Linked DNA regions of Hordeum vulgare: region 2 is linked to region 1. Evidence: chromatin contacts called from public Hi-C data. All regions are on one chromosome and are shown on one strand. The core of a region is the stretch at or near the end of the contact, and the rest is flanking DNA. Distances in the headings are between cores, read along the strand shown.

Evidence for each region. Hi-C and Micro-C count contacts between places; a contact is called where the count stands out from the background.
Region 2: a contact with region 1 is called in a Hi-C map of seedling, with 2.8 times the contacts expected there. The contact joins the promoter of LOC123399580 here to the promoter of LOC123439969 in region 1. A contact is called at or near these places in 2 of 6 Hi-C or Micro-C datasets (leaf and seedling).

The regions. Positions count from the first base shown.
Region 1 is chr1H:394,204,117-394,210,664 of MorexV3_pseudomolecules_assembly, forward strand. LOC123439969 (annexin D3-like) reads right to left here and starts at 3,697. Exons shown (of 6, transcript XM_045116577.1): 1 at 2,976-3,697; 2 at 2,621-2,766; 3 at 2,269-2,499; 4 at 1,959-2,174; 5 at 1,759-1,848; 6 at 1,282-1,696. The coding sequence starts at 3,180. The coding sequence ends at 1,496. TRNAR-CCU (a tRNA gene) reads right to left here and starts at 3,810; the gene lies at 3,738-3,810. It overlaps LOC123439990 (mitochondrial fission 1 protein A-like), which reads left to right. Exons shown (of 5, transcript XM_045116588.1): 4 at 777-840; 5 at 1,049-1,322. The coding sequence ends at 1,134. LOC123439981 (annexin D4) reads left to right here and starts at 6,528. Exons shown (of 4, transcript XM_045116580.1): 1 at 6,528-6,548.
Region 2 is chr1H:394,504,639-394,511,186 of MorexV3_pseudomolecules_assembly, forward strand. LOC123399580 reads right to left here and starts at 3,387. Exons shown (of 2, transcript XM_045093985.1): 1 at 1-3,387. The coding sequence starts at 3,387.

The DNA.
Region 1 (6,548 bases), core at 2,447-4,946:
CCAAAAAATTGTCCTTAAATCACCCCATCCCTCTCATTGATCTGACAGTGTCATGGTATACATTCGATTTTTTTTTTTTGCGGTAGGACTGATAAGCAATTGATATGTGGCTAATTGGCTATGTTATTTTGTTAACTGTTATGCAAACAGCATTTCTGTCTAATTGCTTAACTGAATTCATTCAACTGTTCTGCATGTGTTTTATACTTCTATTGATTCGGCACTTATCCTTGTCGACTAAATCTAGCTAAGCAGTTGAAGATTGTGGTTATCCTTGTTGCTGGTTTGTTATGTGCTATTCCACTTAAAGATTTGGCTCTGCTTGAGCCTATTTCCGAAGTAGCATTTTTTGTGCCGGACATGTTAGTTAGATATATTTATCTATGTGACATATACACTTTAAACATGGGATATAATTAGAATTTAGACCAAAATATCCAAAACAAACTTCATGGGGTAAGATAAGTACATATGTCTTTCAACCGTTTAAGGGGTAATCTGGGACCATCATCTTTATATTCCATACTACTCCCTCCGTTCCTAAATATAAGTCTTTGAAGAGGTTTCACTATAAATCTACATACGGATGAATATAGACATATTTTAGAATGTACATTCATTCATTTTATTTTGTATGTAGTCATTTAATAAAATCTCTAAAAAGACTTATATTTAGGAACGGAGGGAGTAGTTGAATATAATTGCATAACGGTTTATGGATATTGCCACCTTTCTAAAATTTCCCCTTCTAATTTATCTTGACCTCTTTCTTGTAGATTCAACCTGATTGGCGGCAGGCATCATCTCTGAAGAAGGCAATAGAGGATAAAATTGCTAAAGGTAAGATAAGTTTAATCAACCATACTTTTCTATGGTCCATTGGCAGTTTGATCTTTTTTACATGTTCCTCAATCCTCAGTAGAACGCTATGAGATACTATTTCTTTATCTGTTGAAGTGACAACAGTATGCTATTGAGTTATTTATGCCGAGTTCAAAACCAAGCAATATATGCTGGCTAAAGATACTGGTAACCCTGTTCCGTGCAGATGGTGTGATTGGCATAGGAATCGCCACAACTGCAGTAGGGCTTATCGTTGGTGGGATTGCAGCTGCTCTTGCAAGGAAGAAGTGAGATCCCACCCGCCTACTGATGAAGTAGGATGTGCGTTTGGTTCTGTATTTTCAGTAGCTCTACCGTTCATTCTGTGTTACTTGAGTCGAATCGCCGCAACTATCTATGTGCATAAAATGAGTTTATGATACCATGGCACCATGTATCTTTGGATAAATCAAATCATGATGGAAGTACCGTTGTCTCAAGCTAGTGTTGAATACACCAATAAATGAACTGTCACGGGTCTTATTTCACAACACCAACACTTCACTCTAGATTGTACACACGGCAGTGCCACTCTGCTCAATCAAACCAGCAAAGTACTAAAGCAATATGCCATTGAACATCATCCTCTGAGCTTGCATGATCCTGGCAATGGCTACTCTGGCCCGATGAGGGTGAGCAGGATGCCCTGGTAGTACCCGGAAGTGTCGCCGACGACGTCCTTGGTCACCGTCGTCTTGTACCTCACCTTGTATTCCTCCTTGACTTTCTTCATGTCGACCTCCGCGCGCGAGACGATGGCTCTGGTCAGCGACTCCTCGTCGGTGCCGAGCCCTATGATCGAGGTCCGGATCACCTGGAGAAGGCAAGGAGCATAAAAAACAACTCATTCCAAATGCTTAGTCTTTTGGGTGTTACCTCTGCGAAATGTTTCTCCGGCGATGTCAAGCACCAAACCGCAGTTTTCAGCATGGCCGAGAGCTGGTCATTCCGGTTCCCCTCGAGAACCTGCCAATTTGTGGCACATAAATAAAATAAAAACAGATAAAAGTCAAGTTCATTCGTGTTCAGTTCTTTGGTTGTAGGAGTATATCTGTATAAGCATGAGGCGGTCGAACCTCGTGGATGGGCTTGCCGTGCTGTCGCTTGTAGTGCTCGAACGTGGCCTTGAGCTGCGGCTTGCTCCTGGAGCTGACGATGCGCACCACGTCCCCGTGCAGCGGCTGCTTCTTGGCCGCCACCGCGCCGTGCAGCTCGGCCGCCTCCGCCCTCGCCAGCTCGCCGTCGACGAGGTCGCCGGCGTAGCGGTACGAGCTCACCAACCGCACCAGGAACTGCACACGACACGAGCGCTCAGCTGGCCGGACCGGCGAGAGCAAAGAAATCAACCCACGGCGGGTGAGGAAAGGAGGAGGAGAAGGGCCTCGCCTGCTTGAGGGGTTCCTTGTAGAGCGAGCAGGCGGCGACGTCCTCCTCGAGGGACGAGTCGTAGGCGGAGCAGTAGGCCTTCCTGACGGCGACGAGGTGGTCCGGCGACGACGCGCAGGCCACCTCGATGAGCACCCAGGCGTGCCGGTCGCCGCCCTTCTTCCTCAGGGCCTTGTAGGCCAGCTTGGCGTCCCGCGCCACCGGGTCCATCGCCCACAGCGTCATGGCGCCCTGACCACCAGACCAACCAACGCACATACAGTACATGGAGATTTCACTGTCCGTCCGGGGAAGAAGAAGAAGCCTAGGGAGAGGAGGTCGCCATGGAAGAGGTGAAGGTACTACTAGTTACCTTGAAGTGGCCGGAGAGCTCGTCTTGGAGCGTGCGGAGGAGGGTCTTGTCGTTGAGGCCCTCGTAGGCCACGGCGATCTCCGCGCGCTGCGCCGCCGTCCGGTGGCCTAGGATCTCGATCAGCGCATTCTCGTCCGTCCCCCACCCTGTCCATTTTTCTCGATTTCAGTACATAATTCTTCACTCTCTAGATTAAACAGGCTCGAACAGCGGCCATCTCACAAAGAATTGACCAGGAGAGCTCAGCTCACAAATCTTTCACACAATTCAGTGATCGTAGTATCTCACGTATAAATATATATATATATATAGTGCACACGGACCTACAATCTTGGTTAAACTTGAATCACAGTACCTTGTACCGCCTTTCTTATGTTCTCTGCGTCCTCGGTCGGGGAAGGGACGGGGTCCGGGACCGAGATGGAGGCCATGGAGGGAGCACGTTCTGCTATCCCCTCCCTTCCCGTTGATGGAGCCGAGGAGAAGTGGAGGAAGAGGAGACTGAGGGGCGGGATGTTATGGATGCACTCGAGGTCGAGGCAGCAGCACCAGCCACACATGGCAGCCAGGGTTGAAAGCTTCGCCGGCAACGAGCTTTTCGCCTAATTATATTTCCTCGTGTGTTTCGCGTGCATCTTTTTGATTGCGTTTTTCTTTCGCCGTTCGGGTTTTGATGGTGCTATTATCATTACCCAGCTTGGCTAATGTTGTGTACAGGTCACACGAGGGGGCATTTTGGGGGTTCCATTATGTCCATTACTCCTACTTAATCAGCATTGAAGAGGGAACCGGATTTGATTGCTGGAAAAACGTGAGTGATACTGCTTTTAAGTTAAGGCTTGCCTCATCTATTTTCAGACTTGCTCACTGTAATGTACTGTCAATCTTACTGACATCTTGGGGTATTTTCAGACTTGTCCCCCACCATCTACTGATTTGGAGAACTTGGGAGTTAAGGAAAATCAGTAATACTACCTTGTAGAAGATGGTGGAGAGTATCATTACCGTTTGACACCCTCTTTGCCTGATTCATGCTTGTTCATATCCTCTCCTGTTGGGAAATAAATAATGGTTCAAAAATAGTGCACCAACTAAGCAAAAAAAATAATAGAAAAAACGCGCCAGGTAGGGGTCGAACCTACGACTTTCCGCTTAGGAAACGGACGCTCTATCCACTGAGCTACAGGCGCCTTGATGAATAAATTTCTCATGGCCCTTATCTATTCTTATCTTTAGTTCCGAGCTAGCTGTTTCCTCGCGCTCACCCTTCCACTATTGGGGAAGATGGTGTATCACCATGTGCAACAACAAAGTACAGTAGTTTAGTAGTAGTAACATTGATAAAAAAAACCAGAGATTCTCATCCTGGAAGCATGATCTTGGAAACACATGGCATTGCTTAACCGGTAAGGTTTCTCTTCCAAAAGAGAGCTCCAAGCAAATCCCCAAAACCACACTGTTTCCACCATGCAAAGACCCGTAGTTTCCTCACGCTTTAATACTTTAGCCCGTCGTCGTTCACAAGGAGACGCGTCATGGGCTCCAAGATAATCTGAACAATCACGGGCCTTTCGAAAAAACGGAGGACATGCCCGCACGTTCCATGCGCCCGGTTCAAAAGCTGAGAACATGCCACAGTTCACAAAGCATTTTCAAAGTCTTTTTTTTTTTGCTTTCTCTGTGAAACCCATACTCTCTCTGCTTTTATCTTCTTCTCCTGCTTTGTTGAACTCTTTCTTTCAACGGAGGCTGCTTGGAAGAGGGAAAATAAATAAGTAAGTTGCATTTAAACAACTGTGTAGTGGTATTTATATTTCAGAAAAGAAAGCTAGACTAGAAGGACAGTTGGCAAGGTTGAGCTGACTGTAGAACTGCCTGCTTAGAATATAAGAGAAAACAAGTGTTCTCGTGGATCACACTGATCTGACCAGTGGTTTTCTAATACTATATATCAACGTTGCCAAGAGTTCATTTGGTTGCCTGCCAACCAAACGCATAATTAACCAGGCCTTTGACGAAAGATACATGGACAACTGCGGCAAATGCCCAATGGCTGCTTATGCAAACAAATCAACGACCATATCTGAAATCTCCAATATTATAGGGGTGATTTGCTTGTGTGCAAGTCACCAATGATCTTGTCCTTCACCATGCGCCCAGTTTCCTCCAGCATAATAACAGGCTTGCTGTATGATTGAAGAATATGGCCCAACATACAGGGACGATGATAATGAGTTATTTTGGACCACACCAGTTGTATCTAGATGTCTTTTTTAGGGGTTACGTCTTACATATCCTTGGCGGTGCATGTGTTTTCACATCTTCTGATAGTCCGTGCGATTCTTTTGCCACAAGTTTCAGCTGAAATAATCGCACGTCACATCCTTACACTGTTAGATATGGACGGCGGTGGTGTGAACTTACAAAACTGCATTAAATTGGTGAGTGGAAATGTTTCATCAACCATTTCTCTAACCCCTTAATTGTCCAGCTAACTAGCTTAGGTTTCGTGGCATAGTACGAAGCTCTGATTGATTTGTTAGAGAGAAGCCAAAGACAACAAGCTAGTATAATGATGTCCGGTTTGCTGGTATGTGACCTAGTAGCAGAAACTTGATATACAAGTTGTGTTCATGAACATCCTTGAATTGAATAAGACATAAACCAACCATGCATGATTGAAGGGGATAATGACGATGCTGGTGGCGACGATAAGGATGACAACGTGGACTGTAGGGTTTATACATTGCCACTATATATGATCATCAATTTGAGATGAGAATTCTGGATACATTATGAGCACACATTTTGTTTTTTGAAAGAAAGGGGCCGCATCCCCTGGTTCCGTTCCATCGCGATGAAATCACATTCAGTACAGGCAGATTTATGCGCCAAGGCATAGCCAAAGTAGCCATAAACCAGAAGTATACCAAGTGTTTTCGAACAAGATTTTCTGGATGATGCAAATATAACAGCAGGAGATTAACTCCACGTCTCCCGAAGATCAGTTGCGGAGGCACCAGTTGGTGCGACCGATGAGGATCTGGCGTCTCTCCTTGTCAGTAGCATCCAGAAATATTAGAGGGGCCTGTGAATTGAGTAGACGCAACCATTTGGAGGCAAATTGATCTGTTCATGTGATGTGTTCTTCCATTTCCGTGGACCATGACGACTTGGGACCTTCATCATGTGCTGCAGATCTCCTACAAGTTTCTCAATGATCATTTTCCCTCCTGCCATCAGTGGCGGAGCCAGAAAATTAGAACAAGGGGGCCAAGTATAGTTAAACCTTATTAAGAAGGACCAATCCATCAAAAAACACCATTTTAACACACAAAAATAAATATTACTATTCATTCCTGGCTTAAATCACTAATGTTAGGGGGGCCAGGCCCTGGCTGGCACCACCTGTCTCCGTCACTGCCTGTCATTTCTCATCTGCTGGAAATATTAGCTGAGCTATTTGAATCCCTCCTACCTTGAAATATTTGCAATATCGCCGAAAAAATAATATACTTGCTCTTGAACTATTCCTCACATGCCCTTCCTAAGTTGATCACACGATTATATTTCCCTCAACAAGGGCAGTCTAGTTTGTTAGGGAAACATTTAAAGACTTATTAATATAATGAGTGAGTTCCAATTTTACCCTTAGTTTCATATTTAACATTTTTTTAAATCCAGATTACCATGGACACAACGATATTATATCCTGGAAAATAATGTACCCGAAGAAGTTATATCTGATGTGACCGCAGCGTGACAAGGGCGCAGCACAGCTGAATATTATGGGTGTCATCGTCCGTGATCACCCCGTGTTGCACGATGCAAATACTATGCACCAACAGCCCATCGCGTGGTGAGTTGTCACTTGATTAATTAGATGGGATCGGTGTGGATGTGTACCCATGTGTAAACCATTGACGAG
Region 2 (6,548 bases), core at 2,137-4,636, 300 kb after region 1:
AAAGGCCTGAACCAGAAGCTCCACCTTCTTCTTTCGAGCAGGGCCTAGATTGTTCACCGCCCTCCGAAGCGCGTAGTCGATCATCCACTCCTCGGCATTCTTGCGGTCTTCCGCCGTCTGATGCTTCAGATCAACCTTCTCTGCGTCTGGATCCGATTCCAGAGGAAGAAAATTTGGTGCCCTTGGGTTAAAGCCTCGCATGTATTCATCTTCTTCAGGTGTTCTCCTCCTCCCGGCAATGATCATTCTGTTTCTCGGACATATCTCAGACTCGGTAGGATCAACATACACTTCACCTTTGAGGTGCATCCCGCTGAATACGTCACACATGTCGTCAATGGAAAATTGTTTTGCAACAGCGTCTTCTGCTGGTAGGTTCTGAGGCTCGGAGAAGTCAGAGTTGTGCTCAGGTATCTGGATAGCTGTCGAGAGATTAGCTTCATCAGTAGTACAAATTTCTTCACAAGCACCTGGCAACACGGACATGATAATCGCCGGTTCCATTAGAGCATCAGTGACGGCACCAGGAGTCTTATCATCTTCTTGGCTCCCTTCTTGGGTAATATCAGATTCTTCACGAGCATGTTCTGATTCGCACGCTATAATATCTGATTCCTTTTGGGCATCATCCTTGACATCTGAAGTGTTTTCGTCTTGAATAGCTTCTTGGGTAATATCATATGCTTCAGAAGCCTCTGCCAGTTCACAAGGGGTAAGCGCAGATTCATTAGTAGAACCACCATTGACGTCTGTACAGTTGTCATCGTGATCAGCTTCCTGAACAGCAGCAGATTCTTTTCCCAATTCGCATGTGGCGATCCCAGAATCACTTTGAGCATCATCACTGACATATGCACAGTTATCATCTTCACCAATTTCATGGGCAATACCAGATTCTTCAGAAGTGTCTACCAACTCGCTTGTGTCAACCTCTGATTGCACTTGAGCAACCTCGCCGACATACACCAAGTTATTATCCTGAACAGTTTGTCCAGTGATACCACCTTCTTCAGAAGCATCTTCCAAGTTGCAGTTTGTAGTCTCTGATTCTATTTGAGCAGCAGCATCAACACATGCAGGTTTGACGTCTTGGCTGCTTTCTTGGGCAGTACCAGACTCTTCAAAAGAATGTTCCACTTTGCAATTTGCAACCTCTATCTCTGGTTCCATTTCAGCAGCAGCATCAACACATACAGGCTTAGCATCTTGGCTGCTTTCTTGGGCAATACAAGACTCTTGTTCAGAAGAATCTTCCGACTTGCAATTTGTAATCTCTGGCTGCGGTTCGATTTCAGCAGCAGCATCAACACATACCAAATCGACTTCCTGGCTGCTTTCTTGGATAGTACCAGCTTCATCAGAAGCAGCTTCCAAATTGCATGAGGTAATCTCAATTTCCTTCTGAGCATCTTCTGTGACATCCACTGTGTCTTCTGTAGGGATAAATTGATCAACCAAGTCGTTCACGGCGCTGCAGGGATACTCTTCAAAAGCATCTTCCACAGTGTCCTCATCTTGTTCAAAGCCACCCTCTGTTGGTGGTGTGGACATTTCAACGTCCGGAGAAGCAACAGCACTGGGGTCAGAAATTTCACCTTCTGAATCAGCTTTGGAGGCTAATTCTTCCTGAACAAAATCCTCTTCGCATGCAGCACTGTGGACAGTCTCAGAAATCTCCATTTCAGACCCGTCATCCGGCATGTCCTGCTTCTCTGCAACCTCCAAGTTGCCCGTAGATTCCACGTTGCTCTGATCATCCTTTGCCTCCTGATCTGCTGAACCCTCCTCTTCCCGGCTCTCCTCGAGGACATTTTCCACTCTTTCTGCTACTTCAGTCTCAGGAATCTCTGATCCATAGATGGAGAGCTTCTCTTCTCTTTCTGCTATTTCAGTCTCAGGAATCTCTGATCCATAGATGGAGAGCTTCTCTTCTGATGTGCCTGGTTCAATAGAAACATACCCTTGGATCACCTGCCTCTGAATGTTGTCTTGATCTTCTTCTTCTTCTTCTTCCTGCTCATTGCGGACCTCCGCTGCACAAACAATATATGATTGCGCCGCGGCGATCTCCATTTTGTGGGCAATATCCGAGACTCGCTCCTCGTCTTCTTCAGGATATTGCGTCTCTTGCACTGTGGAAGCCGCCTCCTGTTGATCCATGGTGTTGGCGATGTCGTCGCCTTCATCTCTTCCCTGCCAGTCTTCGCTGACCTCCACCCCGCAAACGATACCCTCTTCATCCGCGGCGATCCCCGTTTCACGGGGCCGATCGGCGGTGATCTCCCCATCTTTCGGTTTCTGCTCTTCATTGGCATCTTCTTCGTGATTATCGCCCGATCCGCGGGATCTGCCTTCTGAAACTTCTGCTTCCTGAACATTTTCTCGTTCTTCTGAAACATCGTCGTACAGGCTATCGCACTCGTACCCCTGGTACCTCATCCAGGGCAGCTCCTCCACGATGTTGCCGGAGATGAGACCGGGGACACCTTCATCGCTGCACTCCGACGAACTGTCCCTGCAGAAACCTAGCCTGTCCTCCTCCTCCGGCCTCCCGTCGCCGTGGCCGTCGCCGCGAGCGGCAGGATCGCCGCCCTTCTCGTCTTCCTCGCCCACGCCGCATCGGTCGAAGACGACGAACTCCATCCTCCTCACCGCGGCGTCCATCTCGTCCAGGGACATGTCGCTGCAGCTCATGTCGGAGCTCACCCTCGGGCCGGCGTACACCTCCACGAAGAAGTCGCCCAGCGCCTCCTCGTCGACCAGAGGCGCGGCCTTGGCAACGGCGGCGGAGACGACGGGGCTGCTTTTCTTGTCTTCCGGCCTCTGGTGGCCGGATCCCTTGCGGAACGCCGAGACGCCCTTGTGCTTCATGCTCTGCTGCGTCTTGATGAGCCGGCGGCGCGATGCGAGGAAGCTCCGGAGCGGCACGGCCGGCGAGTGCGCGTGGCCGTTGAGGGAGCAGTAGTTGTACGGGCACACGCGCATCGCCGCGGGGCCCTGGGCGTCGGTCGCCCCGGGCGCCAGGTCGAGCGCGCCGGGGAACTTGGCCTCCTTCATGGTGGAGGAGCACGTGGGGCGGACCATGCCGGGCACCTCCGGCGTCGGGAAAAGCACCCTCCCCCTGGTCACCACCCGCACAGGCCCCCGCCGGCTCGTGGGCGACGCCGAGGAGGGCACGGCCCCCGCGCCGCGCCGCCCGGCCTTGGCGCCGGAGCTGCTGGTGGCCCGCATGTAGTTGGGCACGGAGGCCGGCGCCGGGGACATGGCCGCGCCGCCGCGGTTCCTCGGCAGGCTTCCGCCGTCGTCGTCCCTGAACCCCCTGGGCTTGGACGGAGGTGTCATGAGCGGGTCCTTGGGCCTCTTGGGCACCTCTTTGCTCCTCACCATGGCTGCTAGCCTGCTACCACGGCACTAGTACCACCACTATTCCTTCTTCCGATTTCTTGGCTTCTCTCCCTCGGGTTCTTGGACCCAAAGCTTCCCTCCGTCTGGAATCTCTCGGCTTGTGGTGGGAGGTTCCGTGGAGTGCTTGGCTTCTTTCTTCTTGTCGAGTTCAAGGGCGGGCGGCAAGAAAGCCGAAGCAAAGGTGATGTGAACTATGGGAGTTGGGAGTTGGACGAACGAGGGAAGAAACGGGATTAGACTCGAGAGCACAAACCAAAGTAAAGGAAGAGTGGAAGGGAAGAATAAAAAAAGGAAGGATTGTGTGCGGGGAGGAATGCGATGGGAGGAAGAAGGGGAGCCGCGGCGAGTGGGTGGGCGGCTCAAAGGGACACCCTTGATAGAGAAGGCTGATGCGGAGAGCGACCTTTTTTACCTTCTCTTGGACGCTGGATCTTCTATGACGGCTGGCTACGTGGCCCGTTTGTGTTTTCTGTGATGCTGTAGGAGGAGGATGCATGGTTGGTTCTAGAGGATCCATTTATGATGAGCGTTAAGGAATACGATCATCCATTTATGAGTTAGCTGGTGTTAAAAGGCATAGACAATGGACGGATTTAATTCATTCCTTCCGTTCCATTTTTTATGGCGCCAACCAGTAGCATTGATGTATGCTTAGTACGCTTGAAACCTCTAGGTTTGTTGTTGTAGGGTGTACCCACGTCTTATAAGTATAACTAAAACGTTTTCTTTGGTAGGCACCGTATACTTGCTTTTTCCTTAACGCGATCTGACCGTAAACTTGATGCATGGCGGTACATAGTATACGGGCGTGGTGGCTCCTGAGTTCTTGTCTCAGTTGATCCCGGGGATGAGGGTGGATGGAGGGGCTGACGTGGATCGCCACTTTACTGACGGCGATCTGGATTAGCTTTTCTCAGCCGGGGGCTATTGGTCTTTCATTATAGTGTGCTGTAGAGGGGCCCAAAGTTTTCGTCAGATCTTGATTTGTTTTTGGTACGTACTGTAGCATTATTAGTGTAGTGTAGGACACTGCAATTTGCCTTCCACGCAGCTGCGGCCTTTCCGCCGCGCCGGACCGCGGCCGCGCGGGGTGCGTGCATCACGAATAACGTGTGCAGTCAACGGGATTATCTAGAACTGCACCAACCAACTAAACTAATTAAGAGTGGACAATGCTTGCAAGTGGTTCTACATAGGTTTTCCTTGTGCCGGCGGCGACCGGCAGCAATCCACCATAGCCAACCTTCATTGGAACCATAGAGCTTCGAGCCTTGGACCATCTGTAACAGATCCGATAAAAGCGTCCCATTAAATTCATTTACGAGAGAACTATAAAAATTCCGATACCGTGAGGCCTCCGGCGCAAAATAGATCCTCTAAACTTATCCCGTAAAAATTTTGCGAAACGGGTTTATAGAAGTTTGCAAATTCATTGACTTTCGAAAATACAGATCGAATAGAATCACATTAGAAATTAAACAAATGATCCCAAAGGCAATTCATAATACAACAATCATCTTCATTACAACAAATGTTCAACTTTAAATAGTTATTACAATAACAAATTGTTCAAATCTCACACAAATACAACAATAAATTCTTCAGATTAAAATGACAGTCTATCTCCCAAAGAGTTGCCACTAATTCTCAACGAGATCATCACAGAGCTCGTAGTGTGAAGCATTGTTGTCAATCTTCCGGTAGGTGTCAAGAAATGCAGTGATCTCATTCGCGTCCCTCGCATGCTTCACACGACTACCAACGTTGTCATAATAAAATTATACTCTCATCCTCGTGTTGGGTAACGTAGCACAAATTATACAGTTTTCCTACACCATATTTAGATCTTCCTATGGAGAGACGAGCAACGAGAGAGGGGTGAGTGCATCTTCATACCTTTGAAGATCGCTAAGCGGAAGCGTTACTAGAACGCGGTTGATGGAGCCGTACTCGCGGCGATTCAGATCGCGGTGTGATCCCGAGCTAGTGCCGAACCACGGCACCTCCGCGTTCAACACACGTGCAGCCCGGTGACGTCTCCCGCACCTTGATCCAGCAAGGAGGAGGGAGAGGTTGGGGAAGATCTCCGGCAGCACGACGGCGTGGTGTCGATGGAGAAACGAGGTCTTCCGACAGGGCTTCGCCAAGCACCGTGTGAGGAGGAGGAAGGAGGGGAGCAGGGCTGCACCGAAGGGGAGATGGAACGGTGTGCAAAATAGCTGCAAAATAGCCCCAAACCCCTCCATATATATAGGAGGAGGGGAGGGGGTGCCACCCCTAGAGTTTCCCCCTAGGTGGTGCGGCAGCTCCCCAGATGGGAGGTGCGGTGGCTAGGGCAGGGGGAGGGGGTGGCGCACCCCTTAGGTGGGCCTTAGGCCCACCAACGCCTAGGGTTCCCCCCCTCTCCACCTCTTGCGCCTTGGGCCCCCTTGTGGGTGGCGCACCAGCCCACTTTGGGCTGGTTGCCGACCACCTTTTGGCCCATGCTACCTCTTGGGGCTGGTGGCCCCTCCCGATGGACCCCCGGGCCCATTTCCGGTGGTCCCGGTACGCTACCGGTGACGCCGGAAACATTTCCGGTGTCCAAAACCATCCATCCTATATATCAATCTTTACCTCCAGACCATTCCGGAGCTGCTGGTGACATCCGGAATCTCATCCGGGACTCCGAACAACTTTCGGTAACCTCGTATAACATTTCCCTATAACCCTAGCGTCATCGAACCTTAAGTGTGTAGACCCTACGGGTTCGGGAAGCATGCACACATGACCGAGACGCTCTCCGGCCAATAACCATCAGCGGGATCTGGATACCCATGGTGGCTCCCACACGTTCCACGATGATCTTATCGGATGAACCACAATGTCAAGGATTCAATCAATCCCGTATACAATTCCCTTTGTGTGTCGGTATAGAACTTGCCCGAGATTCGATCGTCGCTATACCTATACCTTGTTCAGTCTCGTTACCGGTAAGTCTCTTTACTCGTTTCATAGCACGTCATCCTGTGACTAACTCCTTAGTCACATTGAGCTCATGATGATGTTCTACCGAGTGGGCCCAGAGATACCTCTCCGTCACACGGAGTGACAAATCCCGATCTCGATTCGTACCAACCCAACAGACACTTTCAGAGGTACCC